Linked DNA regions of Mus musculus: region 2 is linked to region 1. Evidence: chromatin contacts called from public promoter capture Hi-C data. All regions are on one chromosome and are shown on one strand. Each heading gives the region's core, a stretch centred on a gene start, on an enhancer-like site or on the middle of the called end of the contact. The rest is flanking DNA. Distances are from core to core; before and after follow the strand shown. Region 1 overlaps Abr (active BCR-related gene). Region 2 has its middle 16 kb from the start of Gm46288.

Evidence for each region. Capture Hi-C pulls out chosen DNA fragments and counts their contacts.
Region 2: a contact with region 1 is called in a promoter capture Hi-C map of pancreatic islet, with 2.3 times the contacts expected there. The contact joins two enhancer-like sites. A contact is called at or near these places in 20 of 39 promoter capture datasets (the 3T3-L1 cell line, 3T3-L1-derived adipocytes, the C10 cell line and 14 more), 7 of 484 Hi-C or Micro-C datasets (the HL-1 cell line, the HPC-7 cell line, bone marrow-derived macrophages and 3 more), 24 of 115 datasets of contacts at active chromatin or transcription factors (the HPC-7 cell line, bone marrow-derived macrophages, craniofacial prominence and 12 more) and 3 of 9 other capture datasets (adipose tissue, liver and pancreatic islet).

The regions. Positions count from the first base shown.
Region 1 is chr11:76,525,906-76,533,439 of GRCm38.p6, reverse strand. The region is part of intron 1 of Abr (active BCR-related gene); the gene reads left to right. Among named protein-coding and RNA genes, the nearest start is that of Abr, 42 kb to the left of the region's middle. Within about 2 kb of position 1,954, at least 90 of the 459 cell types and tissues checked have an H3K27ac peak or open chromatin away from gene starts, as enhancers often do. A contact at or near this core is called in bone marrow-derived macrophages and pancreatic islet, where this site is marked.
Region 2 is chr11:76,607,483-76,614,673 of GRCm38.p6, reverse strand. It overlaps a transcript of Abr not described here. Among named protein-coding and RNA genes, the nearest start is that of Gm46288, 16 kb to the left of the region's middle. Within about 2 kb of position 1,918, at least 101 of the 459 cell types and tissues checked have an H3K27ac peak or open chromatin away from gene starts, as enhancers often do. A contact at or near this core is called in bone marrow-derived macrophages and pancreatic islet, where this site is marked.

The DNA.
Region 1 (7,534 bases), core at 705-3,204:
CACAGAGATCCCCCTGCCTCTGCCTCCTGAGTTAATTCATCTTTAATTTTAAGTGCTTTTGTTTTGATTTGTAGAGACAGGTTCTTACTATGTGGTGTAGGCTAGCCTCAAATTCCTGCCTGAGCCCACTCAGTGGTAGGATCACAGATTTGAGCCACTATACCTAACTCAGTTAATAGTGTTGTTTTGTTTTCCCAGGGTCTTACTGTGTATCCATGGCTGGTCTGGAATTCACTGTGTAGATTGGGCTGGCCTTAAATTAACAGATAGCTGTTTGCCTCTACTTCTCCTGAGAGCTAGGGTTAATGGCATGTACTGTCATGCACAGTCAAGCAAGAGCTTTTGGTATGCCTTACCAATGAGCCACCTCTCCAGCTTCGAATTAAATTTTAAAAATTATTATCAGTGTGTGTGTGTGTGTGTGTGTTCGCATGCTTGGGCACACGTATGCTATGCTTTGTTTGGAGATCAGAGGACAACTTTAGGGTTCTCTCCTTCTGATTTTACAGGGGCCCCAGGTCTTGAACTTGTGTTACCAGGCTTGTATGGCAAGTTCTTTTATTGCCTAAGCCACCTGAGTTAACTTCCTAAATGAGTTCCATTTCACTGTTTTATGTTTGGTAATCCCGTTGTGCTGGTGCCATTTGTTGAAAAGTCTGTTCTTTCCCTATAGAGTAGCATTGGCATCCTTGTCAGGATTCAAATGATGGGAGGCAGTGCTTTCCCCAAATGTACGATGTCCTGGGCTTAATCCCTGTACCAGAAAACAATACAAAAAATCAGTTGGCTACCTGTAGTGCCCCTTTGGGAGACTAAGGCAGAGCAGGTTAGATTTGAGCCCATTTAGGCTACAGAAAGAGACTGAAAAGCAAAAGCAAAAAAAAAAAAAAAAAGTCCTTGATCATAGCTATATAGGATTATTTCCGGACTCTTCAGCTCTGCCCTGAAGATGTTTATTGGAAGCCGCTGCCAGCAGTTTTCCACTTCTCTGTAGTCTTGGAAGCTCCCGCAGGACACAGGACGAGTTACTGGGCATCCCATGGTGAACGCTTTTCCCAAGAGGCTCTCCCAGCTAATCATTTCCCGTATCTGTCAGGGTGGCCAGGGAGGTGGCAGTGAGGTGCCCCAGTGCAGGCCTCTGCCAGGGTGCAGGTCCCAGAGCAGGGCCTGTTGGTGTGAATCTCAGCTACTGATTGGGTGGGTGCCCTGAGTGCCCTGGGTAGGAGAGCTCCAAGGACCAGGTGGGAAAGAGAGCCAGCCAGCTGGAGGGAGGCGTTCCTGGCACTACAGGCATTTGCACTGACGGTGGCCTGCACGGGAGGGCGAATCCTGCATCCATGGGTAGGCACTCGGAGGCTGGGGGGACTCTAGCCTTGCCAGCTCTCCTGAAAACATGGGCTCTTTGCCTGTGGCCTTTGGGGGTGGTGAGGACTGGGTGAGTTGACCCTTTACGTTTCCTAGTTCTTCTTTCCTGAAGTTGGTGGCATTGGTGAGCCAATGGGTTGGGTTGGGTGGGTCTTGGCAGGTATATCCTAAATGTAGAGCGAGTAGAACTCCCAGGGAAGCTGGGAGACCCTCAGAGTGGGGCTGAAAGTTTGGAGGCATTATGGGAACATGTCAGCTTGCAAGAGAGGGCTGAGATTATGGGGACCATGCAGCTGATACAGAGTGTATGAAGCTATGTGTGTCCCTTTCTGATTTGTTTGTTTGTTTGTTTGTTTTTTGTTGGTTTGTTTTGCTGTCTTGGAGACAGAACACAGGACTGGGTACATGCTTAACAAATGCTCTACTCCAGAGCCACACCCCCAACCCTGCACCTGTTGACTTCTGAAGAGTTGGGCTGCCCGTGAGTTCAGAGGAGGGGTGGGCTGCAGGGTGCAGAGTCAGCGGATGAGAAAGGAGTCTTAGGAGAGTAGAGTGTACTTTGGCACAGTGTGACTTCCCTGATCTTCCACAGGTGGCATCCATTGCAGTGACACTGTTCGTTAGGGATGTGGGAAGAGAAGCCTTTGCTCACTTCATGGTCTTGGTCCTTTGGATTCAGCTCTTGAACGAATGGGGGAGCAGAGTGTCTGTCAGCTGCACCCCTCTCTCCTCCTTCCTCATTTGTTCTTACCCCCCCCCCAGCCCCCCGCCCACCCCTGAGTGAGAACAGAGCTGTGTGAGTGAGTCTGAGCCGCTCACTGGCTGAGAATTGCATCAGCCTGGCCTGGCAGGCTGGAGCTGGAGCCTGTTGCTATGGTGACTACCAGGCTACAAAACAGAGAGAAGGATGAAGTAGTGGAGGGTGTGTTTTTCTTCACCTTGTGGTGTTGCAGTGTGATAGGCACCCAGTTCTGGTGGGTCTACATTCCCATCACTCCGTGGAGGTGTCATCTGCTTCAGCAGGCAGGATGGGGCTGAGCCAGAAGCTGGTGGGCATCAGGTGTGTTTAACTAAAGGACACAAGTGGCCCCTGCATTGGCTCCTCTGCCTAGTTCTGGGGTTGGGGTGAAACTGGAATTTGACTAAGTGAGCTAGAATTCGGAGACAGAGAAAGGTCAGGGTATCCTCTCATCTCCCAGAGCTCCAAATCTGAGATGATAAACCTGCTTGGGCTGCCTTCTGCAGGTTTTCCTCCCTCCCCCCTAACAGAACACATCATCTGGCTGAATATAACAGACCTGGGCAGGCAGTCAGATCTGTCTCTCATCTTTGTCATCAGTGGGAAAGGAGACGAAATTCTGTTCTAACACACTGAGCACCCGTCAGGTGTCAGCATCACAGTAGAGCCGCCTCAGTTTTCTGACTTAGCCTATGCTCTGATCTGGCAAGAAAATGCTGCCCCTACATAGCAAAGCGGCAAAGAGCGTAAGGAAGAGCTTATTAACACCTTGCCCAGAGGGCGACATCACAGCTCTGCTTCTCTGTCTTGTGCTTTTCTGGATTCCAGAGACCTCTCCAAGTCACAAACCCTTAAAATGGCCAGGGAAGAAACAGTCATCCCTAAGTAGAACGTCTCAGCAGTGTCTCTGCGGGAAATATTCTCAGGTCTGTCTGGGGTGTGACACACGCAGCTGCTGTGATCTCCGGACAGGAGTGATGATCTTGTGGCCTGCCGCCATGGTGCAGCCCGGAGGCAGAGGAGACCCTGTCAGGGTGGAACATTAACATATGCTTGGCACATCCGCAGACCCTCAGGTCCCTTTGCAGATAAGGACCAGTTGTCCGATAAATTCTCAGAAGTGATTAGGGGTGAGTAAAATGTCTGGATCTGAGGGTCTGGGCCTGTTGAGAGCTCAGAAATCGGGTCTACCTAAGGGAGCTTTTCAGTCATAGCTGAAATTCACTCAGAATGTGCTGACTCATCTCTCCTCACCAAAACCCTTTGCATTTGGCTGCTATTATTATCCCATTTTGAAGGCAAAATAGAGGCACAGAAAGGTTACGGTGACTTGCCAAGGTCACACAGCTGATAGGAGGTGGAGGCTGGGATTCAAGCCAGGCAGTCTAGTTCCAGAGCTTGAGTTCTTCTTACCAAATGTTCTGCTGACTCTTCCCTTCCAGAAGGATGACTGTGAGTCAGCTCATGTGACCTCCCCCAACCCAGGAGAGGCAGAGGGAAGGAGTGAGCACACGTTAACCTACCAGTTCTGGAGGGACAGCTGGGGACAGTGCTGTGAGCTGTGCGTGTTGGTGGCTGTACTTTGTGCTTTTGCAGGAGTGTGGGGTTAGGGAAGCTACTGTCTGTGCACTTCCCACCCCTCCTCTTTTCCCTCCTTGAGTGGTTGTTTCCTGGTGGGGGTGGGCTTGCATGGACCACATGCCTATGCAGCTTGCCTAAGTCTGTGGAAGGGCCCTGGGCTCTCAGGAAGGAGTCCAGATCTGGGGCTGAGGATGAGTGGCAGCCACAGAGGGAGCGGGCTGTCAGATCGGGGAGCACAGCTACCATGTGTGAGGTCTGTCCTGTTGTGCCTCTGTTATAGTTGGCAGTGTATGCGCTACCCACACAGCATGTAGCTGGCCTTCTTAGGCTCTTTCCCAAGGCCAAGACAGTAAGAAATCAGAACAATAACTTCAGTGCTGATAATAACAGCCAGCACCATCACTTGTTTACATGCCAGGTTTTACCTAAACTCACTCTCTTGGCGGCCACAAGAGCTCTATGAGAGCCTGCGTGCTGCTCTTCCCTTATTTTATAAACACAGAGGTTAAGCAGTTTGCCCAAGTCACACAGCTAATGATGAATTCAGGAAGCCTGGGAGTCTGGGCACTGTAGGCCTCCTCTGGCCTTCCATTCAGAATCCCACCTTCACTTTTTTTTTTTCTCCTGAGAGACTGGGATGTATCATTTACCTGCCCATCTGTCCCGAGTGTGAAATGTGATTTTCATTATCAGCCAGGCCGAAGTTTGTGTGCAAACAGTGTCTGCCATTGTCTTCATATCCAGGCACGGAGGGGACAGTTCTAGCTCTATTTGGAACAGAGCTAGCTGACCCTGTAACCCAACTGATCTCCCTAGAGCAAGGCAGGCCCACTAGCCTGGAGGCCTGGTGTCCATTGTCTCTTGGCCTCTCGTATCCAGCCTGTTCTCTGCAGCTATCCTTGCTGTGGCAGCCAAGCAGAGACATCTGACTCCTCATGTCTGGCCTTGTGGTTGGTTCCTGATGGAGGCTGCTATTCTCTGGTGATGAGGCTGGGATATCTTACTGCCAGGTGAAAGGATAAGCCTCTCCAGGCTGAGTGGGGACTTAGGTGCTTATAATAGAGGTGAGGCTTGGGGCTGGAGAGATGGCTCAGTGGTTAAGAGCACTGACTGCTCTTCCAGAGGTCCTGAGTTCAATTCCCAGCAACCACATGGTGGCTCACAACCATCTGTAATGAGATCTGATGCCCTCTTCTGGTGTGCGTCTGAAGACAGCTACACTGTACTCATATAAATAAATAAATAAATTAGAGAGAGCGAGAAAGAGAGCGAGAGAGAGGGAGGTAAGGCTCCTCACCAGGGCAACTGATGTCATGGGGAAGTCCTCTTCCTTGCCATGACCCCTGGACCGTTCACCATCCTCCCAGAGACACTGCCCACTGACATCATTCTGTGGAGATAGACTGAGCTCTGGAGTGGGAGCCTAGGTGCTGCCTGATGGGAGAGGAAACACTGGAATTAGACCCCACAAATGCCTGGTAGCTCTGCTTAGAACTGAGCCAGGATGTCTTGTGCCAGGATGTTGATCACAAAGCAGGATGCAGTCAGCTAATCAAACCTACCTTTGCAACTGGAGAGGGACACCAGGGTCTGTATCAGCCACCTTGCTCTGGTACCTCTTTTTTTTTTTTTTTTTAAGATTTTTAGAATTTTGTCTGTATGTTAAGTGCAATGTGTGCATGCAGTGCCTGTAAAGGCCAAACGAAGGCATCGCATAGCCCCTGGAACTGGAGTTATAGATGGTTATGAGCCCTGATGTGGGTACTAGACTCAAACTTGGGTCCTTTGAAAGAGCCGCAACTGTTATTAAGCACAAAGCTGACTATTCCCTTGCAAGGGTTCTTATCCCTGGTATTGATCCCTCTCCATTTTCTTTTGTAAAATAAATATGTTTTATTCAGGCATGGTAGTACACACCTTTAATCCCATCACTTGAGAGGCAAGAGGAACTCTGTAAGTTCCAAGCTAGCCAGAGTTATAATAGTGAGACCATGTCTTTGAAATAAAAAAGTATTTTACTTTTTCGGTAGTATGATATACATGTATATGCCCTTTAAATTTGCCGTTATTTTAAGTGCACAGTTCTGTGGGCTTAAATACATTCATGATTGTATGACCACCGTGTGTGACTGTCCCAGGCTCTTCTCATTCTGCAGTGATATTGCCCCACTCGTCAGCAACACCCACTCCCTCTCCCAGCCCCAGCAACTCCTGTTTATACTTTCATTTCTACAATGGGGTACCACACTTATTTATTTTTGTGACCAGCTTATTTCATATAGCATAATATCCTCAGGGTTCATTAGGACTATACCATGGGCTTGAATTTCTTTGCATCTTGATGTGGAAGATACTCCATTGCTTATAGGTGCCACGTTTGTTTATCCCTTCACTCCTGGGGACCTTGTGTTGCTCCCACCTTTTGGGTCTTGTAATAATGTTCTTGTGGACTCCCTTCATATGGGCTATCCTTGGATTTTACTTGGTGCTGGGGCTGTGGACCTGGCCTTGGGGGTAATGGTAGAGAGCAGGAGAGTCATAGCCACGTGGAGGGCCTGGCCTGTGCAGCTGAGGCATGAGAATCAGAGAGTTCAAGGCCAGCCAGGGCTACATAGCTTCTGGGTAGCCTGATCTATGTAAATCCCATCGCAACAAAACAAACAAAGCAAACTCAAGATTTGAGGGCTCCTGGAACCAGCACCTTCTGAAGGACGACGTTCCAGATTCCCAGAACAACGTGTTGAGTTTCTTGTTTTACCAGCAGGAGGGTGTCTGTGAGCTGGCATAGGAAGAAGGAAAGTATGGGCGTGGCATCTGTGAGCCTGGGATTGGCCAGATGATCACATAGAAGAGCTGGATTCCTCTGTTAGTGTTCTTGGTTATGTTATAGGACCAGGCTAACCCTTGAAGCCCTGACTTACCACAGGCAAGGCTGCCTCTTGCTTACAGGTCCATTGCAGGTAAGCAGGTTAGTTGGGGACCATCCTGGATGGCGCTATGGCCTCCAAGGCCCACGGCCTCAGTGGATGAGGAAGAGTGATTGTACATGGTTTCTCTCTGCCTCTCTGTCTAATGTCCACTTAAACTTTGGTGGCCAGAAGTGCTCACAAGGCCTCGTCCAACTGCAGAACAGCTGGATAGGGTGGACCTTGGTGGATCCAGAAGGAGAGGAGAACGGGATATTGTTGAGTGCTGGACGTCATGTCCAACATGACACCTGTGAGAAGGAAGAAGGCCCCCAAGCTTGCCTTGTGGCCAGGGTGGTCCTGGCATGTGAGTGTGTGCCACTGGGCTGAGCTTTCTTACTGCCATTGTCTCATGGAATACTCACAATGAAATTATCATTCCATTACACTGTTGAGGAATCCACAGATCCAGGCCACAGCCTCAACCACAGCCACCTGCCCCAAGGTGATGGCTATGGTTGCTGGCAAGTGCTCACTTATGCTGGAGCTGACCAGAGTAGTGGATGTTAGAGGTGGGTGGGGAACCCATGTGTGTCCACTTGTGCATAAGGAGATGGGCTTGGCTGTTCCTGGGCTCAGATTTCACCTGGCTTTGCCTCTATAGCCCCAGAAAGTAATACTGTTGTAAATTTTAATGAGTTCTCTTTGAAGCAGTAAAATCACTGCTGTTCTGTAGCCGAAAGAGGGCATGGGGACCTCTTTTAGTTCTGCTAGTAAAAAAAAAAAAAAAAAAAAGCTTTCTGAAGTGCTGGTAACTGAATCCAGGTGTTCATGTATGCTAGGCATATGTTCTGCCACTGAGCCACATCCTCAGCTTCAACGGTGGAGTTCTTTTAAGGTTTGGGGGGGGGGGGCTCTGGATGGAGAGCCAGCAGCTGGGACG
Region 2 (7,191 bases), core at 669-3,168, 81 kb before region 1:
GATGGAGGTGGCAGTGATGGGAGCATACCCTAGACTTGTTATGAAGCCTTCATGAGAAAATGTATGGAAATCACAGAGTACAACACCAGCTCATAGGTTTAGCGGCTCTTAGATGGCTCCCTTAGCTGCTAAGTCCAGAGTTTTCCAGTTGGCTGAGCCAGGCTCATATTTACATCTCCTTCCTGTCCCTCCCATCATCCCCTCTGTTTCTTCCTTCCACGTTGAACATGGAAGCCAGAGCCTGGTGCATGCTGGGAAAACATTCTATCACTGAGCCACACCCCCTATTTGCATCACATAAAGAAGCTCTCAGATACAGTTTGTTTTGTTTGTTTTCCCTCCTCCCTTCTTACTCAGTCTATAAATGTGTTGTTCCTTCAGAGGAGACCAACCTTGGTTGTTTGTGGTCTCTGTTCCTTTTCCTTCTGGTGAAGCCAGAAGCTGGGATTTCCATGGTTCTTGTTTTCCTCTACCTGCTCAAGCTAACATTCTTGATGCTGGTCCTTTTTATGTGCTCTTTTCTGGCATTTGAGGTGCATGCCCCTGAGTCCCTAAATCCCCAAATCTATCCTCTGAGGTCTGGCTCTTCCATAGAACCTGTATTGGTTAAAATATGGGCTTGCTACATAGGACATAGTCTAACGTTGGTATTTAAGCAAGGTGAGAGTTTTATTTATCTGTCATATGAAGGAACTCTGGAGATAAACAATCTGTGTGATCATGAGGGATTCAGGCTCTTTCATCTTTTTGTATTATGGTCCCAAACAGCTGCTGGAGATCCACCCATCACACTTATGCTTCAGGCAAGAATTTTAAGAACAGGGAAAAGAGGGAGTGGCAGTTGCTGGGTCTGCTATTTGAGAGGTTTCCTAGAAACTGTCATGTCTCTCATGACAGTTTCTGTTTTTAATCACATCAGCCTAGCTATCAGGGAGGTTGGGAAATAGAGTACTGAATAAGGGCGTACGACCCTCTCCAGTCAAATGGGGTCTCTGTTACAAGGAAAAATGGAAGAATAGAGAGTGAGCAGGCAGCTAGCAGCCTCTGGCACGAGCCTTTCCAACGACTCCATCCAGGCTGTGATGCTTAGAGTGAGCCCACACTGCACAATTGTTTTTATTATTATGCCATCTGTCAGTTCATTGACCCAGTGGACAAATGACAACAGAACCCCTTCTCTCTGCAAAGCACGATGCCTGTTGTCTTCCGAAGCATCACTCTCAAGTCAAGGGTTGGCTGGCTCCCTGAGGGCAGGGACTAGGGTCTGTTTCTCAGTAGTATTTTCCAAAGGCTGAGCAGGAGGCAGGCACTAGCAAAGCAACTATCACAACTCCAGGTGAGATGCTGGGGCTGGGGGGGGGGGGACGACAAAAACAAAATCCCCCCAAAACCCAAACAACAAACCCTACAACTTCTCTTCTTTAATCCTGTGCTAGACAATTGAGGTGTTTTGGGTCTTGAGGGTGGACGGTGAACCATCTCCAAACATCAGAGCTGCGCTGCTGCCCAGTTGTCCGATGTGGACACTGAGCTCTGTTTGCATATCAAACAAGATTTATGAGTAGAAGTCTCTATGCCCGCCAGCTTCCCTCACCACCGTTCTGCACGCAGCCGTTTCTGTCACATGCATCTCCCTTGTCATCTCTGCACCATATTAGCTGCAGAGAAAATCTGCAGCGTCTCCACCGTGAAAGTCGGCTTACTTTTCTTCCCGTTTGAGTCTTGAAATCATCTGCCTGAGACTAGTCTGTCTGAAGGTGGGTTGCCTCGAGCGCATGACACGTCTTGTGATTGCTGAGCAAAAGATAGCTTTAAAGGCTTATTGGCACCTGGGAGAGAAGGAACTAAAATATGCTTAGTACCTACTGTCTGCGCCGCGTGAAGCCCGGTTTCCCGTTGTCACTCTACTGCGCATGCCTGAAATCTCAGCCATTCAGAGGTGGGAGGGTCCGAAGCTTAAAGGTCAGCCTGCATAACTTAATGAGATTCTGCCTCAAAAGAAAACGGAAGGCTTAAGGGTTTAGTACTCCCTGGCAGAGTTCTTTGCTCAGTATGCAAGAGGATGACCTCTGTTCAATTCCTAGGATGGCAAGGAAAAAAGGGGGTGGGGAGGAAAGACGATGTTCCACAGACGAGGAAACTGGCTGCAATGGGTTAACTGGCCAGCCCCCAAGATTGCTCAGTGCTGTGATTAATTTTTCTATTGAGAACTCATATATTATTAAATTGGCCTGTTGGTTGCTTTCAGTTTTGCGTTTTAGAACATTCACAAAGTTATGATGTTACCACTATATTTCACTCTAATCTCAGACACCCCCCTCCCCCTAGCCGCTCCCCCTCCCCCAGGACTTGGGTACATTTTGAGCACAGGCTGAAACCTCACCCACCCCCCTCATTCCATCTCCTCATTTGTCGTGTGCTGTGATTTAAAATATGTGAAGCTGGTCAGAGTCTGAGGTTGTTATCTAGTTGGTAGAGTGCTTAAAACATTCACAAGAAGGAGGCAGAGGCAGGCAGATTTCTGAGTGTGAGGCCAGCCTGGTCTAAGGAGTGAGTTCCAGATAGCCAGGGCTATACAGAGAAACTCTGTCTTGAAAAACAAACCCGAGGTTCAGTTCCCAGCACCTGATAAATGTTAAATGGAGTGTCATGATGCATGGCCTGTGACCCTAGTCCTAGGGAGGTGGACTTTAGAGGATCAGCATTTCAAGGATAGTGTGTTTGAGACCATGCTGGGCTACAAGAGATTCTGTCTCAAGAAAAAATAAAGTAACAACCTGGTATGTGGGAAATCATCAGGGCCTTTTGCTTCTGGGGATGTCATATATACACAAAGGGCCTTTGGGAACTGGAAAGATGGCCAGCAGAGGACACAAGTTTGATTCCTAGCTCCGGTGTGAGGTGGCTTACAACCACCTGTAAACCCAGTTCCAGGGGATCTGAAGTCTCTTTCAGTGTCTATGGGTACCTGAACTCACATGTGCACATACCTCTTACCCCAAATACACATAATTAAAAATAAAAATTAATATTTTAAAGGGGGGCTGTTGGCCTCATTAGCCACCCATTACTGGGGCCCCTTTCTGTTGCATGGGACCGCCTTAGTTCTTCTGGGTCCCATTCTTCCTGTCTATGCTTTAGGTCTCAGGCAGGACTTATAGTGTCCCATGCATGAGGCTCCTCCCCTGAACACCATTTATGCTTTTGGTTGTGATTGTCAAACTGACATGGGATCTTGTTCTGACCTATGCTGTCTGTGTTGTAGCTTCAGGTTATCATAGTGCCTAGCCACTTGGGAAGTGCTCAACAAATGTTTATGAGTAGCTAGAGGTCCATCATCCCCACCCAAACTACCTCAAGGACCAATTGGTTTGCCTGTAGCTTTTCCTCTCCAGCCTCATGTTACATTTCACATTAAAGATAAATGGTTGCTCTATGCTCCCAAGTCAAAATTTGTACCTTTATTCACAAACTGCAGTGGCTCACCATATACAAAGAGTAAGATCTGAGCTTTTTTTTTTTTTTTTTGCAAGATTATCTGGGAAACTCCCTCTTCCTTCATACATGCAAACTCTGTGCTGTGCCCAGCAGTATTGAGAGCTTTGTGTAGCTTCCTAACACAGAGCACATGCTTCTCTTTCTGCTTTTGTCTTGACTACCCCTCTGCCAGAGGACAGAGTTTGATCCAACCTTCAAGCCTAGGATAGGAGGCTTCCTGCTCTGTGGAACATTCTCTGTCTTCCCCACAAAGAACTAGAACTTGGCTCTCAGTCAAGAGTTCATTTGGGCAGCTGAGAGTTGAACAAGTTGGGCATCTTGGTTCAGCAGGCTTACTGGCTGCTCTTACAGAGAACCCATGTTTGAGTCCCAGCATTTGCATGGTGGCTCACAATTGTCTGTAATCCCATGTCTAGGGGATCCAATTACTCTCTTCTGGCCTTCACAGGGACCAGGCATGCATGTGGTACACAGAAGACATACACATACCAAGGAACTGAAAACTCCCTTCTCCCGTGCGTACACTGCAGCCCTGTACCTCCACAGTAGCCATGATAGGCAAAATTTTGGTCCTCAAAGAGGATCCTAATTCCTGACCCTTGTATATAAAACAAAGAGACTTTGAAGATGAGAGTAAGCTAGGGACTTTGGTGTGTGTGTGTGTGTGTGTGTGTGTGTGTGTGTGTGTGTGTGTGTTGGTCAGGGTGATATAACCCCTTGCTACTGATTTTGAATATGAAGAAAGAAATGACTAGCCAAGAAATGTGAGTGGTGTCTGGAAGCCAGAGAATGCAAGAAAATGATGAGTTCTCCATTCTCCAGAAAGGAATTTGTCCCTGCCAGCACCTCCATGTTAGTGTGTAAGCCCTAGGCTGGCCTGGGCTACAGAGTAAGAACTGCTTCAGGTTTCCAAGGTACAGAACCATAAGACAATTGAGTTGGTGCTATTTTAGGTGTCATTCACTATAGTGACTTCGTGGGCTAGGGGTTTGTTTTCCTCCCATTGGGGGGACTGGCTCAGCAGGAACTTCAGTTTCAAATCCTCCCATTGTCTTACAGTGGGAAGATGTTTGCCCTCTTGCTTGTGACATCACAGTTTGAAATGTGTGTATGCTGAGTTACCTGTGTGTGCTTGGGATTTAGGGAGGGAAGGAAACAAAGGATTCAAGCTAATCATTGGCTGGGTGTCCCTGTAAGAATGGAGCCAAGTATGGTGGTTTGTGTTCATTATCCTAGCATCAGGATTGGTCTCAGTGAGTTCTAGACCTGGCTGGGCTACAGAATAAAAAACCCGTTTTAAAACTAAATTAAAAAAAAAGTGTTCATGGAAGTCCTACCTGACAACTCCTAATTGGTCACACTTTGGGACCAAGCTGGGTCATATGACCATCTTTAGCTGCAAGGGAGTCTGATCGGGAATCTTGGCTCTTCAGCTCACTGTGAAGGATGTTAGGGGAAGGGAACTGTGAATGGCTTTTGGAAAACAGCTCAGTATTGGCTCCACCATCCTTCCCCGAACTTTGCACGCTTGTAAGTTAGGGCATCTATATAACTGTAAGTCACCCTCTCCATTCCTCTTTGCACAGGTCAGTTTTTTAAATTGTAGTATCACTGCCTCTTAGACAAGGATGGCATAATGCTTTTGTTGAACAAGTAGAAGAATGATTGCGTTTTTTGGTGACTGTATATAATTTGAAATAGGGTCGGTCTCATTATATATAGTCCAGATTGGATTTGAACTCAAGATCCTCCTGCTCATGCCTCTCTGATGCTGGGATGGCAAGCAAGAGCTACTGTACCTGACTGATCATGCATTTTCAAATAAGGACTTATTTTTAATTCATTTATTTTATGTGTATGGGTATTTTAATGGTTGTCTGTCTAGTGTGTACCTGATGCCCAAGGAGGCCTGAAGATGATGTTGGGTTCCTCAGAGTTACAATGGTTGTGAGATGCCATGTGGGTGCTGGAAGTTGAACCCTGATACTCTGTAAGAGAGAGAGTAGCCAGTGCTCTTAACTGCTGAGCCATCTACTCAGACCCTGTTCATTTATTTTTATTTACGTTTTAGGGATGGTGTGGTGGTTTGAATGAACAGTCCCCTGAATAAGTCTCAGGTTTCTGAAAACTTGGTCTGCAGACTGTGGCTGTTTGGGAAGGATTAGGAGATGTTGGATGCCCTGAGACTGGTATTACAGATGATTGTAAGCTGCCATGTGGGGGCTGGGAATTAAACCCCAGTCCTCTGGAAGAGCAGCCAGTGCTCTTATCACTGAGCCGCTTCTCCATCCCTTCAAGTGAGGATTTTGTGGGATTTGGAATAACTAGGCAGGCTATTGGCCCCTAAGAATTAAAAGACCTTTTACTTTTTCTCTTCCCCATTTTTCCATCCTCCTTTTCCTTCTGCTCCTGTAGCTCAGGCTAGCCCCAAACTATAAAGGTAGGCTTTGGGATCACAGCACTGTGATGTCATCTGGCTTCCCTCTATTACTGTTACCTTTTTCTTCATCTACACTTCTTGTTTGCCCTATTCAAGAGCTGGGATTCTCTGTTACTTCTCTCCCTTCTTCCCCCTCCCCTCGATTTCCTTTCTTTTCTTCTATTCATTCTTTTTTTTTTTTTTTTTTTTTGACAAGGTCTCACTGTGTAGTTTTGGCCGCTCTGGAACATGCTACATAGACCATTCTGGCCTTGAACACACAGAAATCTAACTGCTTCTGCCTCCTGAGTGCTAGTGCCATGCCTGGTTTGTGGTGGCTTTTTCTCATTTTATTCTTTTCAGACTTTAGAGCCCCCAAGTTTCTAATTTATTTATATATCTGTGCTTGCCTTTAATAAAGCTGCTGCCAGATGAACATGGTGGCACCAGCCTTTAATCCCCAGCAGGGCTATTATACAGAGAAACCCTATTTCAAAAAACCAACCTCCACCCCCTCCTCCCTCACCAAAGCTGCTTCAATGTTAACTTGATGATCAGGATACGTTTGCACCTGGAGGTTTCCTTGAACCCTGGATTCTCTTGCCTGACCTCCAGTGCTGTGATTACAGGCATTGCCCACACAGATGGCTTTGAACTTCTGGTTCTTCTGCTTGGACCTCATGAGTCCTGAGATTACTATCATGAGCCACCATGAATGGTTTATGCAGTACTAGGGATCCAACCCAGGGCTTCATGCATGCTAGATAAATGCTCTACCAGCCGAGCTGCATCTTCAGCCTTCACCACTAACTATTAATTTCTTCAGGCTGTAGGTCTGAGATAATGTGATTGGACTGGATGGTTTTCTAGTCACGAATTTTATGAAATCCAATAAGCTAAATGAGCTGGGACACTGAACCCTGTAAGGTGTTGCCTGGCTTTGAGTCACAGGAATGTGAGTGTTAAAATTTAGACATGAAATGTCCCCAAAGATTCATGTTTTGAACATGTGTTTCCCATCTCCTGGCACCGTTTGGGGATACGGTGGAATCTTTAAGAACTGGGCCCTGGCTGGAGGAAGCAGGTCCCTAGGGGCCGGCTATCGAAGATTATGATTGGGCTCCTAGTTGTCAATATGTGGAGCTGTATAAGCCTGTGCTGCCTTGGACTAAGATGGTCCACCATGCTGTCCTGTGTTGGACTGCAATTTTTAGAAATTATGAGTGAGAATAACTTAGGCCTAGAGTAACTAACACACCAGGGCTACAGCCATG